Regions from separate parts of the Mus musculus genome. Here regions 1, 2 and 4 are each linked to region 3. A link is a contact called in public ChIA-PET and promoter capture Hi-C data. All regions are on one chromosome and are shown on one strand. Each heading gives the region's core, a stretch centred on a gene start, on an enhancer-like site or on the middle of the called end of the contact. The rest is flanking DNA. Distances are from core to core; before and after follow the strand shown. Region 1 holds the start of Srgn (serglycin). Region 2 holds the start of Hk1 (hexokinase 1). Region 3 holds the start of Hnrnph3 (heterogeneous nuclear ribonucleoprotein H3). Region 4 holds the start of Supv3l1 (suppressor of var1, 3-like 1 (S. cerevisiae)).

Region 1 (3,173 bases), core at 271-2,770, 520 kb before region 3:
GTGTGGCTCTAGCTGTGTAGCAGAGCCCCGGACATGCATGAGGCCCTGGGTGTAGGCGCCAATATCACAAAGCTACATAAATAGAAGTGAGCCTTAGCAAGGTCACTTCCTGTTTTCCGATGACGACGTTAGCATAGCCCCATGAAAATAAGTTTCTAAACTTCCACTATGCAAGGAATTTCTGAAGTAACCTGTGAGATGTCATTTCGACCGGAAGTAAGAACGCTACAGCTAGGAGTCACTTCGAAGAAACTCCAGGACACGTATGTCGCTGTGACTCAACATTTCCTTTATGTTTTTCAACCATAAACTCGGCAACTTATTTATCAGGCCATGACCTTCTGCCTCATTTAGACATAGTTCCCTAAATATTAAGGCGAATAAAGTGTGCTTCTTTGTAGTTGTTGTTTGTTTGTTTGTTCTACAAACATTCCATCTTCTTAGAAAAAGTTTGAGGTTGAGTCAGCATGACTGAACAGCTGTAAAAGACAGTCAAATTTACAGACAGGTTTTCAAACGAAAACCTGTTTTCTGGACGAGAGCACAAATGCTAACACTCCTCAGGCTGTTTCTAAAATATTGTTTTAGAGTTAGCATTTTGCCTAGCCAAAATTGAATGTTTGGTAAGAGCCGAGCTTAAGAAGAAAGTAAAAATAGCTACATTTACCCCAATTAAAAAAAAAAAAAAAAAAAAAGCCGGGCAGTGGTGGCGCACACCTTTAATCCCAGCACTTGGGAAACAGAGGCAGGTGGATTTCGGAGTTCGAGGCCAGCCTGGTCTACAGAGTGAGTTCCAGGACAGCCAGGGCTACACAGAGAAACCCTGTCTCAGAAAATCACACACACACAAAAGCCTCTTTCATTGTTAAAATAACAGCGCCATCAGATTCCGTTCTTTGGAACCCAGCATGGAGACATACACCTGTTATCCCAGCACTCGGGAAGTAGAAGTTCCAGGTCCTCTTCAGCTGTATAGCAAGTTGAAGACCATCTTACGCTACATGAGACCTTATATCAAAATGGAGTTCATGCAGACAACTCAGTGATAGGATGCTATTCTAGAAAATTCCATGATGCCACCATCTCAGTAGATCAGTTGGGTAATTTTCCATTTATTTCTTGAATGCTTTAAATGAATAAACCACACATCTTTACCCAAAAAAATAAGAACACTTTTCAGTCATCCTGACAGGTTTTAAGGCCACCACTTACCTTAGAGTTTAATTAATTATTATTATTTTTTAGACCAAACTCAAGTAAACTCACACGAGGTTGTTGAGGCACCTGAAATCCTTCCTTACCTCCCCTCCCACAATAGGACACCCTGCACCTTCAGATGAAGACAATTACTTGTGCATATGCTGATGCCTTCAGAGCAGAGAATTAAAGATCCTGGGTCTCTTACCTTGCACTGAAGATCCCCAAACCAGGACGAAGGCGAGAGCCAGGACAAGCCTGCTGCCGACGGGAACCTGCATCCTGACCAGCTCGGCTCCACTCAGCCTCTGGATTAGCAAATGTAGCAGGGTGCTCTTTCTGTCCCTTTTAGAAAGAGGTTCCAAAACCTCAGACCCTGCCCAAGAACACACGTCACAGTTTCCTGAACAAATAGAAAGAGATCCACATCAACACCCAGAAAGAAGAAGAAAGTTGAAAAAAACAACAACTGTTCATACCCATGATGAAACTCCACCGGACTCCCCCTAGGCGTTTGCTGTGTGGTTATTATTTTTTCTTTTTCCAAAAAGCTCTGCCATCTGTCATTTGCATGTTTAAAAAAAAAGTTTTCCCCATCAAAAAGTCGAATCAGCACTTTCTTCCCCCTCCCTTCCTTCAGGTAACAATCTAAACAGACAGGAGGACTCAGCTGTTCCAGAACTGAGCTCGGCTCATCCACAGCGCACATCAAAGAGAAGCTGGGCGCGCACAGAGTCAGGCACAAGCAGGGAACATTCCGAGCCGAGCTGGGTTCTCAGCCCCCAGGATGAGCGGTCTCCGTTAACGTCCAGAGTCTGCTAGAATTCCTGGCTTTCCCTCTAGCTCACAAACAGGTGAGGAATATATATATATATAAAATCAGCTGCTCCCCAGGGATTGAGACCATGCATGTTTGCATCTTTTTTTCCTGTTTTTTTTTGTTTGTTTGTTTGTTTACTTCGAAAAAAAATTTTTCTTTCTGGTCTTGAGTAAGGCAAAAATCAGGAACAAGGAGGGCAGGTCCCCCCCTCAGAGGGCCGTGGAATGTGAAAACAGAGACACAGATGCTGCCGTTCATAAAGGACTAGCCGTTCCCTGGCCTCGAAGATTGCGGGGCTTTGGGGGTGCGGGTGCGGGAATGGCCACTCTGTGCTAGCCTCACAGTAAGGGTGGTTTTACGCTGTATCTGTAGCGAGACAGCTTTCTCTGCCTTTGCTCTGAGGGCTCAACCATTCTCCACTTCAGGGTGTCCGTTCCTCGGCTGCTCAGATGCCTGCCCCTTGGCCATCCTTTGATGGGTGGGAGGAGTTTCCTTCCCCTTGTTCTGGGCTTCCTGCTGATTCCTTAAGGTTTCCTGATAAGGACAGACTTTAGAATCTCATAGCTCAGGAGCCCTGATAGAGAAAATGAAGCCCTCCTTAGAAACTTCTCCTCAGAAGCCCCCTCAGAGCCTGGAAACCCTCAACTGTAGCAACCGAGGCGCACAGAGACCCAGCGCACACCGTGTGGAGTTTTAGTATCTGTTGGGATTTCTCTCCTCTGCCTTTGGTCCCTTTTCATGATAAGCTTCAATTAAAGCCCTGATAACAAAACGAAAGATCATGTTAACAGCTTCAGGAAGTTTCTCACGACACCTTCAAGGCAATTAGAAGTAGAGATGGATAATTTAGTCACCTTCACACAACCTACAATCACGTGGGAAGGGAGTCTCAGGGACGGAGATAGCCCGGATCAGGATGGCTATGGACAGGCCTAAGGGGGATTGTCTTGGTTATTTGGTGTGGGAAGATCCAGCCCATAGTAGGCAGCGTGATGCCCTCCCTGGTTTAGGGATCCGGATGGCAGCAAGCTGAGAGAAAACCAGCAATCATTTGTTCCTCTCTGCTTTGGATTGTGCAATCAGCTGCTTCAAGTTCAAGCCGCCTTGACTTCCTTGCAATGATGCACTGTTCTCGTAACCTGGAAGCGTGAGCTAA
Region 2 (3,089 bases), core at 242-2,741, 680 kb before region 3:
GGTGCAGGATGAGAAGTCTCAGGCCAGGAAAGGACAGAGCCTAGTCACTGCCGCCTCTCACCTGTAGATAGTACCTCTTGTCCCAGTGTCTGTCAGGGTGATGATGCTATTAACCTATCCTAGGGTAGGTAAGGCATACCCATAGCACAAATAAAAATGTCCTAGGTGTTTTCCTAACCAACTTAGTCTATCTCAGGAAAAAAACATCCCGTCTTACTGATGGTGGCAGAAAAGTGAGGTACATCTTTAAGACCCACCAGCAGACGGCACTTTATACTAGATGAACATCACCCCTAGGACCCAGCGTCCATGTGCAAGAACTCACAAGTCACAAGGAACGAATGCCAACCCCTCCGAGCTCTTCAAGTGACTAAAGTGTCTTATTTGAGCTCCTAGGCTGAGACTGCCTGGAAATTACAGGTTTAGAGGAAGAAAAAATTCCATTCAGACGTGCGGTTCTCGACCTGAGGCCTATGAGCAAAGTTTCCGGTGGCCTCTGCTCCCCTCCCCTCACCGGAAAGCCAGGCGGGTCACCCCGTCCTCAGAGTAAGGAGCAGCTGCAACAGCTGGGGGAGCCCAGTGACAGTTTCAGGAGGGCATCGTATTCTCCAAATGGGAACCCCAAATATGGGATGCCTGGCTTCCAGCCAGCACCCCCGCCAGCTGCTCACTCACCTCCCCAGCCTATCTCGGCGATCACACCTTCCCCGCCCACGGCGCGCGTGGACCTTTCAAAACAGGCCTATAGACAGGCCAGCTGGTCCCCACCTAGACAGGTCTCAGCCCGGCACTGCGTGCGGGTACCCATCTGACATCCATGGTCCTTTTCAAGGACACTGCAGTATGCAATCCAGCCGTGGGAGGAAGGGGGGGGGTCTTCAGCCGGCCGCCCAGCTCCTCAAACCACAAGCACGCCCGCATGCCCACAATGCCCGGGTGAATCCCAGCATGAGGCCTGTCGCCTGCACCCTGTAGTCCAACTAGATGCTGTCTAGCCGGGAGAGGCCGGGGGGAGGATGCAGGCGGTGGCGAGCGGATGCGGGAATGCAAGGCTGTGGCCAGGGCGGCGCCGGCGGGGCTCACCTTTTTGACTTGGTCATCCTTCAGCTCGGTGAAGTAATATGCCAGTAGTTGCGCGGCGATCATGTTGACGGTGGGGGATGCGGAGAAGCAGGTGTGGGGCCAGTGGCTCCTCAGTAGCCCTGGTGAGCAGTGGTCCTCCAGCGGCGGATCCGCGACTCCACCTCCTCCTCCCTTGGCTCCTCCCCCTCAGTCCCTGGGCGGGGCGTCTGCCTGCTCTCTCCAGACCTCCGAGCTCCCGTCCCCGGGAGGGTGACAACCGCCAGCCGGCCCACCTCCTCAGTCCCCATTGGCTACAAGGCGCCACTGCCGCGCTATGGCTGGGGCTTCCCAGCCAGAGCAGGAGAATGACGGCCGCTCCCTCCCGCGCCGGAAAGGAGGCATCACCCTGCACGTTCCCCACGTAAGGAGCGCGCGGTCACGCGTGGTGGCACAGTGCCAAGCCAGAGTGGGTGGGGTGTGGGACACGATCTGGAGGGGACCAGAGGACAGATCCAGGACACCACAAACTGGAGAACGCGAACGGAGCCACACCCCTTCCTCGGAGATTAGGGCTCGTCCCCCACCCCTCCCATCCTCCCTGTTGGGGAAGCACACAAGTGGGCGTGGAAAGAGAGCGGAAGCCGAAACTAGGCGGCTTCACAGATCTTGCACTGGGTCCCTGTGCCTGCCTGCCATCGAGGATCCAAAATCTAAGGATGATGCTCGGAGTCCCACCACAGCCTGTCAGAGTTCACATAGCGAAACCCAAAGCGCCTGCCCCTGTGACATCATGTAAGAGCTCATGGTCCCCGAGTGGGAATTTTGGCCTATTCCCAGCCTGTCCCGATCCTCCCACCCTTCTCTAGCTCTTGGGCATCCGGGTTCTGGGAGGTTGGGGGTACTGTTCAGGACTCAGGTTGAGGGGAAATCGTATTTGTACCTTATGACAAGTAAGAACTCTGACATACAGAAGTGGCTCTGATTCTACAGGTGAGGAGTCTGAGGCAATGCGTTACAGTTGCTGCTCAGGAGTCGGGCAGGGTTTTCTTAGCTTCAGTGCTGGTGACCTGGCCGTTGTATGCAGTGTCTCTTACTTAAGCTTCCCTTGCAGGCCATGTTCCCATGACCAGGGCTGCAGCATCTGTCCTGAGGGAACTATAGAGGCTAACTTCTAGCCCACACCTGGGGGGCTAGGAGCCCATGCCTGGAACACCCCTCAAGTACCCCAGGACCCTTCCAGCCACCACTGCCCACTGAGAAAGAGGTGGTAGACCTGATACCTCTATCCAGGACACATCCCCACCCTGCCCAATGGCAGGTGCAGATGTGTCCTCAGTCACTTCTTTACCCCTAAGATGGAGCTGTAACTACTGATGTCTACACCCCATGATTTTTGTGAAAGAGCATAAACACTTGTGTCTAACAAATTAAGTGGGAAGTACTCTCATAGAATGAACTTGGGAGCCTACAGGTTAAAGTTTGGGGGGGGGGGCGCAACCTGTATATCGCCATTTCCAGGCCCAGGGAGGGCCTAACTGTTGTATTTAAATTATTTTCCTAATAGGATCTCCCCTCAAAAAGATTAGCATTTGAGGCCCACATAAATCTCAAACTAACACACACACACACACATATGCACAGGCGAACGCTACCAACATGGCCACCAGTGTCAGGACAAAATGGTTCTTCTAAGCTGCATTCGACTCTGCAAATGTAGTTCTGCCAGCCAGCTCTCAAGGCTGGGACATCTTTGAGGATGGAGGGTTGTTTTGTTTTCTCAGAGCTCTGTAGGTTGAATGGGCCATCTCTCTGCTCCCCGTGTTAGACTCACGGCCCCCTCACTCAGCCTTCAGCTATCACTATAATCTGTCCCCATACAACCCTTACCCAACAAACCAGAATTGGGAAAAAGCTGGCCAAACTTATAGGCAGGTAGGCACCTCTGCTATCCCTTCCCCCAACCCCTGTACCAAGGTGACTCAGTACACACACACACACACACACAGAGGCACTAAGGCTTAGCATTA
Region 3 (3,437 bases), core at 239-2,738:
GTTTCTTGGAGATTTTTTTTTTTCGTTTTGAGACGGATTCTTGCTCTATAGCCCTGGAACTCACAAAATACGATTGGGCGTTTTATCCAGCTTTTGTTTTAAATATTGGAATGTACGTTAACAGTTTTCCCATTACTCATGAGCAAGTTAACTTTCAGGCCCAAATGTGCTTTTTTTTTTTTTTCCTTTTTAACCCATTTTCAATGAAAATTAATGACAGTTCCAATTTAAGGACCCAAAACGCGTCAACTAGGTACGCGATTCGGCTTCCAATTTAAGGACCCAAAACGCGTCAACTAGGTACGCGATTCGGCTTCCACTTTAAGAGACCTATTTCGGCTTCAAAACACCACAGTTCGATACAAGTTTTAAACATGCTCAGCCATCAAATGAAACGAAATGCACTGGGCTTTCGGCCTTAATTACAAAACGACACAAAACACAACTCCTGGAGAGTTAACTACCCCAAACACAACTTAACTCTCCACCCTTGCCTAAACGCAGCACCTTCGCAGTTCACCTGGCCCGGACCTGTTTGAAACACACCCACTTTGCACTATTCCTATTAGAAAAGCCATGCACTTCTCTTCCAAAATGAAAAGTCTTGGTCGACACCTAAGAGGGGGACATGGGGTAGGTGGGTGGTAATTCTTTGGAGATGCGCAACGGACTCTCTCCGCAGTTCCAAATAGGGACTAAAAGGTCGGCTAAGCGTCCTTTGCCTCCTCCCGGAGATTTTCCGTTTGCCCAGCTCGCCCTAGAGACCCGGGAGATAGGGGACAGTCCGCCTCCGGCCCCCGGCCAAGGCCATCGCAACCGAGCGGCGGAATTACAAAGGAGGACCGCGGCCGCCTTTGTCCTGCATCTGGCATCGGAGCGCCCTCGTCGTCACTGGCTTCTCCTTCCCCCGCCCCCAGCTCCCCCTGTCTCAACCCTGGAGTCTGCGTCAGCAGCCCCTCGCAGCCCCGCCGGCCCCAGGTAGTCCCTTCGAGAGCACCGGAGGCCCCGGTGGGTGGCCGGGCCCGCCGAGCGCCATTTCCACCCGGAGCGCGTCCCGCTTTCCCGGCTCGCTGAGCTCCCCACCCTCATCCCTACCGGAGAGCTCGGATCTCCCGCCCGCACTCTCTCCTGCCGGACACTTTCCCGTAAGCCGGAGGCGACAAAGTAGCCCGAGCGGGGGAAAGGCGGGAAGGCGACCCGACCGCTACCGGCCCCCAAGATGGCGGCAGCCGAGCGGCGGGGGAGAGCGAGCGAGCGGCCACTCCGCGTTCCCTCACCCGCTCCCGGGCTCTTCGTCCTTCTCCCGACTCCGCTGTCGGCACCGCCGGCCCAACCTACCCCCCCTTCTACTTCAGATACCCTGTGGGGCGTAAGCAACGCCTACACCGACGCTCGCGCGGGTCTGGTCGCGGGCAGGGACGCCTGGCTCGCCCGCTGCTGAGCGCTCGCCACAACGGTTCGGCTCCCTCGCTCCCCTCAACCGTCTCCCGCCGCGCCAACCGCTCTAGGAGCTGCGCAGCCGAGCGACTGCCGAGGGGGGATGGGAGGGGGGCGAGAGAGAGGGAGGGGGCAGGGCCGACTGCCCAGGCCCACCCCCTCTCTGCCGCGCTGCTCTCGCGATACTTGAGTGACAGCGTGGTCTCCCAGGGGGCGGGGCGCAGCGCACCTGCGCACTCGGGACCTGCCCGGTTGCCACCGTGGTGGGCGTGGAGTCGCAGCGAGTGGGCTGTGGCGGACTCCGTTGGCTCCCGCCGACCGACCAACCCTCTGAACCCCGGAGCTCACGTTTGTCCCTCCCCACGGGCCTCTGAGGAGCCGTGGTCACGCGGTTTGCTAAGTTTCTTATCTGCTCCACTGGGAATAGATCCCACAAAGGCCCCCGCGCGGAAGGAGCCACGTGGTTTCTGTCACCCCGCCCCCCAACCCGGGGACGGCTTTGCTGGTCCACCATATTTGCATTATGCAATCAGAAAAAAAGATGAATGTTGCGCCTGCGAAGATACAAAGCGTCTAAACCCAGCAGGATTCCCGTCCTAGCCTGGGGCATCCCCTTTGTTCCCCTGCGTAGGCAGCCTTGGCGCCTTGATTGGTTTCCTACCTGCCAGGTTCGGTTTTTCTCTCCATTAAACCCGGGTGACGGGTCTGTGGTTCACGGCAATAGACTTTATCTAAGTAAGAGTTTGGTATTCCTAAAAATTGTGCTCGCAGGAGACACCTAAAAAAACCGCATGTGGAGGTTCTGTCGTGCTACCAAGATTGCTCCCGACCCGTTTATGGCTTTTTTAAAGTTGTAACACAAATTGCACATGGAAAGGCTGTGGGAAGGTGGAGGGCCACCCTGGTGTTGAGAGACTTGGGAGAGCAAAGCTAATTAAGGTGGGTACGGACAGCAGAGGGCGAAAAGAGGCCGGGCTGGACAGACTAAGGCTGTGAACGTGGATGGGGCTGGGTTGGAATCACCCTTCAGTGTGCATCCAAAGATTTCTTTGTGCTACAAACACTGGGAAGTCCATGTGGAGTGGAGTAGTGGCAGTGTGGAAGGTTGGATTTGATTTACTATGAATTTTTATTTATGTTTATACTAGAGCCAAGAGGCCAATGACTTTCTTGTATGGAAACTTGTATTTCACGGCTTTAATTCATCTTCAAACCTACTTGAAAGTCTTTAGTACTCTACTGATTTTATAGCCCAAAATATCCTTCAGAGAAGGGGGGGGGGGCGCAGTGTGCTTATACTTACAGACAGGAAAATCAAAGTATGTTCTAGAAGCCGTCATAGCTCAGGTTTATTAAGTACTTCCTGAAATGGCATGGTAAGCAGTTCCTTGTCTTTGTTCTTGGGTAGCCAAGGATGTCCTTGAACTCCTGACCCTCTGTGTCTCCATAGCCTTACAAAGTGGTATTTCACAGATGCAGTCCCTAGTCCCACAAGAGTGAAAATAATTACACTTGATAACACTAAACTCTTTTATGTGGTGACAAGTTAGTGGCTTACTGGCCAGACACTTGCTGAAGCTTGGTTATTTTATTGTTACTTTAATCCCCTAAAGTTACCCCACCCCCTCCTTTTAATAGCTGGGGGTTGATTTAGAGCCCAAAGTATGTTCTCTTTTTTAAAAAAGTAACTGGTTTAGCTGGGTAGTGGTGCACACCTTTAATCCCAGCACTCGGGAGGCAGAGGCAGTTGGATCTCTTTGTTGGAGGCCAGCCTGGTCTTCAGAGTGAGTTCCTGGACAGCCAGGGCTACACTGAGAAACACTGCCTCTGGGCGGTGGGGTGGAGGGGGTAACAAACCTAAAGGGAACTGGCTTATTAGCAGTACTCCAAGCTGAACTCTTAGGATGAAACCTTCCCAGGGCCTTTCTTCTATTGGGTTTTAATTACATGGCTCCTTTACCTTTCACTCTTTCAACATGATTGGGTAGGTGGAATTCTGT
Region 4 (3,000 bases), core at 98-2,597, 570 kb before region 3:
GGAAGGGGAAGAGGAGGAGTACTACCTTGTTAGTTGATTTCACAGTACTGGGAAATGACCCCACGGCACTGCGTGCTTGGCAAGGCATATATCCCAGGGTTATATCTTCAAGCACATTAAAAAAGAACACTCTGCTGCCTGGAGGTGCAGGTAGCCCAGGCCTTTGATCCAGGGACTCGGCAGGCAGACACAGGCCTATCTCTGTGAGTCTGAGGCCAGCCTGGTCTACAGAGCACATTCCAGGACAGCCAAAGCCACACAGAGAAACCTTGTTTAATTTTTTTATTTTGAAATAGGACCTCTCTTAAGTTTTCCAAGCCTGTTTTGAACTCATTCTGTAGCCCAGGCTGGTATTGAACTTGCCATCCTCTGCCTCTGACTCCCAACATGAAGCCTATATTTTAAAGTCACAATAGGAAGCATCAATATTGCTTGTTGAAGAGCCAGGAAGACAGCTTGTGCCTAAAAGAAATGTGGTTTTCTTTCAGTCTCTAAGAATGTCATTTGGTGAAAAGAAACCTTTCACCCTCCCATTGTCAAGCTCACCCAAATGCAGGTAGGACAAAACTCACTTCAACCCAGTGATGCTAAAGGTTTTTTTTTTATTCATCTCTGGAACCTGGGACGATACTACTTTTTGGCAAAGACAGTTTTATCAACTTTTATCTTGTATTTAAATTCAGGTCTGTCTCGTGGGAGAGTAAATTTATTGAGAAATCCGGATCTGAGACCCGTTGTCTTGGCAACCAGATGGAATTTTAACATCGTTAGACATCCACATCAGGTCAATGGCAAGTCCTCACTGTTTAATCCCTCCATGAGGACTCTAGGAGCACAAGCGGCGCACCACTTAGGGACAAAACTCTTAACCTCCTCGACCGAAGAGAACGGTCAATGTCAACTACAGAAGAGACTAAATATGACTTAGGCTCGGGTGCTAAGGGCTCCAAAAAGGAACAGACATTGCACTATGTAGGCCCAGGCTGCAGACCCTGCCGCTCTGCCGGGAGGCTCCAGCACTCACTCTTGTCTAGAGGCCGAGTGAGCTCCGCGCCCACGTCGCCATCGGCGCTGGGACCCTGAGGCTTCACCGTCAGCGGCACGAACAAGGACGTGTTCGGGGCTTTGGAGCCACCAGAGGCAGAGGAGGAGGCGGCCAAGCAGGGAACGCGTCCTGAAGCCCCCGGGAACGACCCCACGAGAGCGCGAAGGGCGGAGCAAGGGGCCGCCCGGGGCCCAGCCCCGCGCCCCGCCGGGAGCCGAGCCCACAGCAAGGTACACCGAGGCAAGGACATTGAGGCCGCGGCTCGAATGGAGCCGGGGAAAATCCGGACCACTGGCGCCGCTCGGTGACGTAGCTCCGGCGCCCGCGGAGCGAAAGGACCCAGAGAGACACAGGGCTGCCCCCGCGTGCGCCTGAAGGAAAAGGAGATGGAAGGGTTGGGAGCGCGCCTCTTCGTGGGAGCACGACCTCTGTACGTTACAGTGGCAGAAACGAGCTCCCATCCTCTCACTCTTTCTGCGGCAATTGGCAGCGTCTTTCTCGAAAGAAGGGAAAGTAATCAGGCATCTTAAGGGATGTTACAGATGCGCGGAAGGGAACCGTACAAGCGTCGTCATGTGACCAAACTGTCTATCCTGCATCATGTGGCTTCAAACGCTAAAGTGCATTTCCAAGAAGATTGGTGCATTAATATCCGTAGTTTCCTGATAGGATAACGTTAGAGGACGTAGCTTGATCTGCTACAGATCAAGACGGGTTGCAGAGAAATCCGGTTGTACGATAACTGGCGCTTACGTGACACGTGTGTCAATACACGTGCTTCTCTCCTTGGTGCTAGGGCTCCATGTAGGGGCCATGAGCAAGCTAGGCATGTGCTCCACCATGAGCTGCAGAATTCAGTTAACGTGAGCAGTTTGTACTCCTCGCATCTCGAAAGTTATAACCACAAAGTATGCTCTGTGTACCTGGTTAAAGTTTGATCTTACTCCTATCTACTACAGCACTCGGTCCCACCCGAGTTGTAAGGAAAGAGGTGCCTCTGTTCGTTCCGTCTGGGCGTGACCATTCAGTTCTTGGCCGGCCAAACACTAGGAGGGAAGCCATGTGTGGCGACGTTCCCTCAGTCCTCTGCCGAGAGGTCCCCAACACCATCTAGTTTCTGAGTTCAGGAGCCGTTCGGTTTTTAGAAAATTGGACCCAGTAACAACTTCGTTCGTTCGGTGTCTGGTGGTCCTCATTCCAACCCGCGCCATCGGTCAATCCTCTGTCTCTATCCCTTCTTGACAAGTTTTCTGATTTCAGAAAATGAGTTGCGGGATATGGCTTCGGAGTCAAAGCTCTAAAACCATCTGGTGCTAAGTCAAAACCCTCAAAGTTCGGACCCTGAACTCGAATGGCCTTCCTTCTCTGAAATTGATCGAGGGTCTTTCGATCTCAACTGCACTTATTCTATCCGCAGAGTCTGCAGTAATAATATGGGTAGGCCTCCTTGAGAACCCTCCTTGGTGAGAGGCTCATGGGTTTGGTTCATTTGGCAAACGAACAAGGTCAGGTTTATTGGTGCAGCTCTTGGACCAAGGACCCATGATGGACGATTCTTAAGAGTCCTGAGCAAGGGGAAAGGTTGTGTGTCAGACAAGAGCTGGCTTTTTTTTCCCCATGTAAGGTCATGACTCAAGTGCCTGGTGATCATTCAGGAGAAGGGCTGTGGCTACCTGGAACTCGGTTTCGGCACCATCGGTGGGGGTGGGGCTGTAGCGAGCTGGAGCCTAACACCTGGGTTAAGACTTTGTCCTTGGGCTGGAGAGATGATGGTTCCGTGGTTAAGAGCACTAGCTGCTCTTGTAGAGACTTGGGCTCCCAACTGTCTGTATCTTCTGTACCCCCTCACACAGACATGCAGTCAAAGCACCAATGTATATAAAATTTAAAAATTAAATTAAAAAAAATGTTGAGCTGGAGTGTTGGCTCAGTGTGTTAAGAGCACTTGTTGAAAG

Evidence for each region. Promoter capture Hi-C pulls out the DNA fragments that hold promoters and counts their contacts. ChIA-PET counts read pairs in DNA pulled down with a chosen protein or histone mark.
Region 1: a contact with region 3 is called in an RNA polymerase II ChIA-PET map of memory CD8 T cells, with 45 read pairs. The contact joins the promoter of Srgn here to the promoter of Hnrnph3 in region 3. A contact is called at or near these places in 4 of 484 Hi-C or Micro-C datasets (CD4 T cells, erythroblasts, regulatory T cells and 1 more), 3 of 115 datasets of contacts at active chromatin or transcription factors (embryonic stem cells, memory CD8 T cells and thymic regulatory T cells) and 1 of 9 other capture datasets (pancreatic islet).
Region 2: a contact with region 3 is called in a promoter capture Hi-C map of pre-B cells, with 2.7 times the contacts expected there. The contact joins the promoter of Hk1 here to the promoter of Hnrnph3 in region 3. A contact is called at or near these places in 1 of 39 promoter capture datasets (pre-B cells), 1 of 484 Hi-C or Micro-C datasets (CD4 T cells) and 1 of 115 datasets of contacts at active chromatin or transcription factors (memory CD8 T cells).
Region 4: a promoter capture Hi-C map of pre-B cells shows a contact between it and region 3, with 4 times the contacts expected there. The contact joins the promoter of Supv3l1 here to the promoter of Hnrnph3 in region 3. A contact is called at or near these places in 2 of 39 promoter capture datasets (hippocampal neurons and pre-B cells), 2 of 484 Hi-C or Micro-C datasets (CD4 T cells and embryonic stem cells) and 1 of 115 datasets of contacts at active chromatin or transcription factors (memory CD8 T cells).

Annotation. Positions count from the first base shown.
Region 1 is chr10:62,506,237-62,509,409 of GRCm38.p6, forward strand. Srgn (serglycin) reads right to left here and starts at 1,521. Exons shown (of 3, transcript NM_011157.3): 1 at 1,406-1,521. The coding sequence starts at 1,478. Gm51804 (a long non-coding RNA gene) reads left to right here and starts at 1,568. Exons shown (of 3, transcript XR_003949006.1): 1 at 1,568-1,718; 2 at 1,838-2,051.
Region 2 is chr10:62,338,930-62,342,018 of GRCm38.p6, forward strand. Hk1 (hexokinase 1) reads right to left here and starts at 1,492. Exons shown (of 18, transcript NM_001146100.1): 1 at 1,084-1,492. The coding sequence starts at 1,146. Hk1os (hexokinase 1, opposite strand) reads left to right here and starts at 1,305. Exons shown (of 3, transcript NR_168630.1): 1 at 1,305-1,483.
Region 3 is chr10:63,022,361-63,025,797 of GRCm38.p6, forward strand. Hnrnph3 (heterogeneous nuclear ribonucleoprotein H3) reads right to left here and starts at 1,489. Exons shown (of 10, transcript NM_001079824.1): 1 at 1,360-1,489. It overlaps Pbld2 (phenazine biosynthesis-like protein domain containing 2), which reads left to right and starts at 2,152. Exons shown (of 10, transcript NM_026085.2): 1 at 2,152-2,376.
Region 4 is chr10:62,448,391-62,451,390 of GRCm38.p6, forward strand. Supv3l1 (suppressor of var1, 3-like 1 (S. cerevisiae)) reads right to left here and starts at 1,348. Exons shown (of 15, transcript NM_181423.3): 1 at 1,025-1,348. The coding sequence starts at 1,295. 4930507D05Rik (RIKEN cDNA 4930507D05 gene) reads left to right here and starts at 770. Exons shown (of 1, transcript NR_027926.1): 1 at 770-2,963.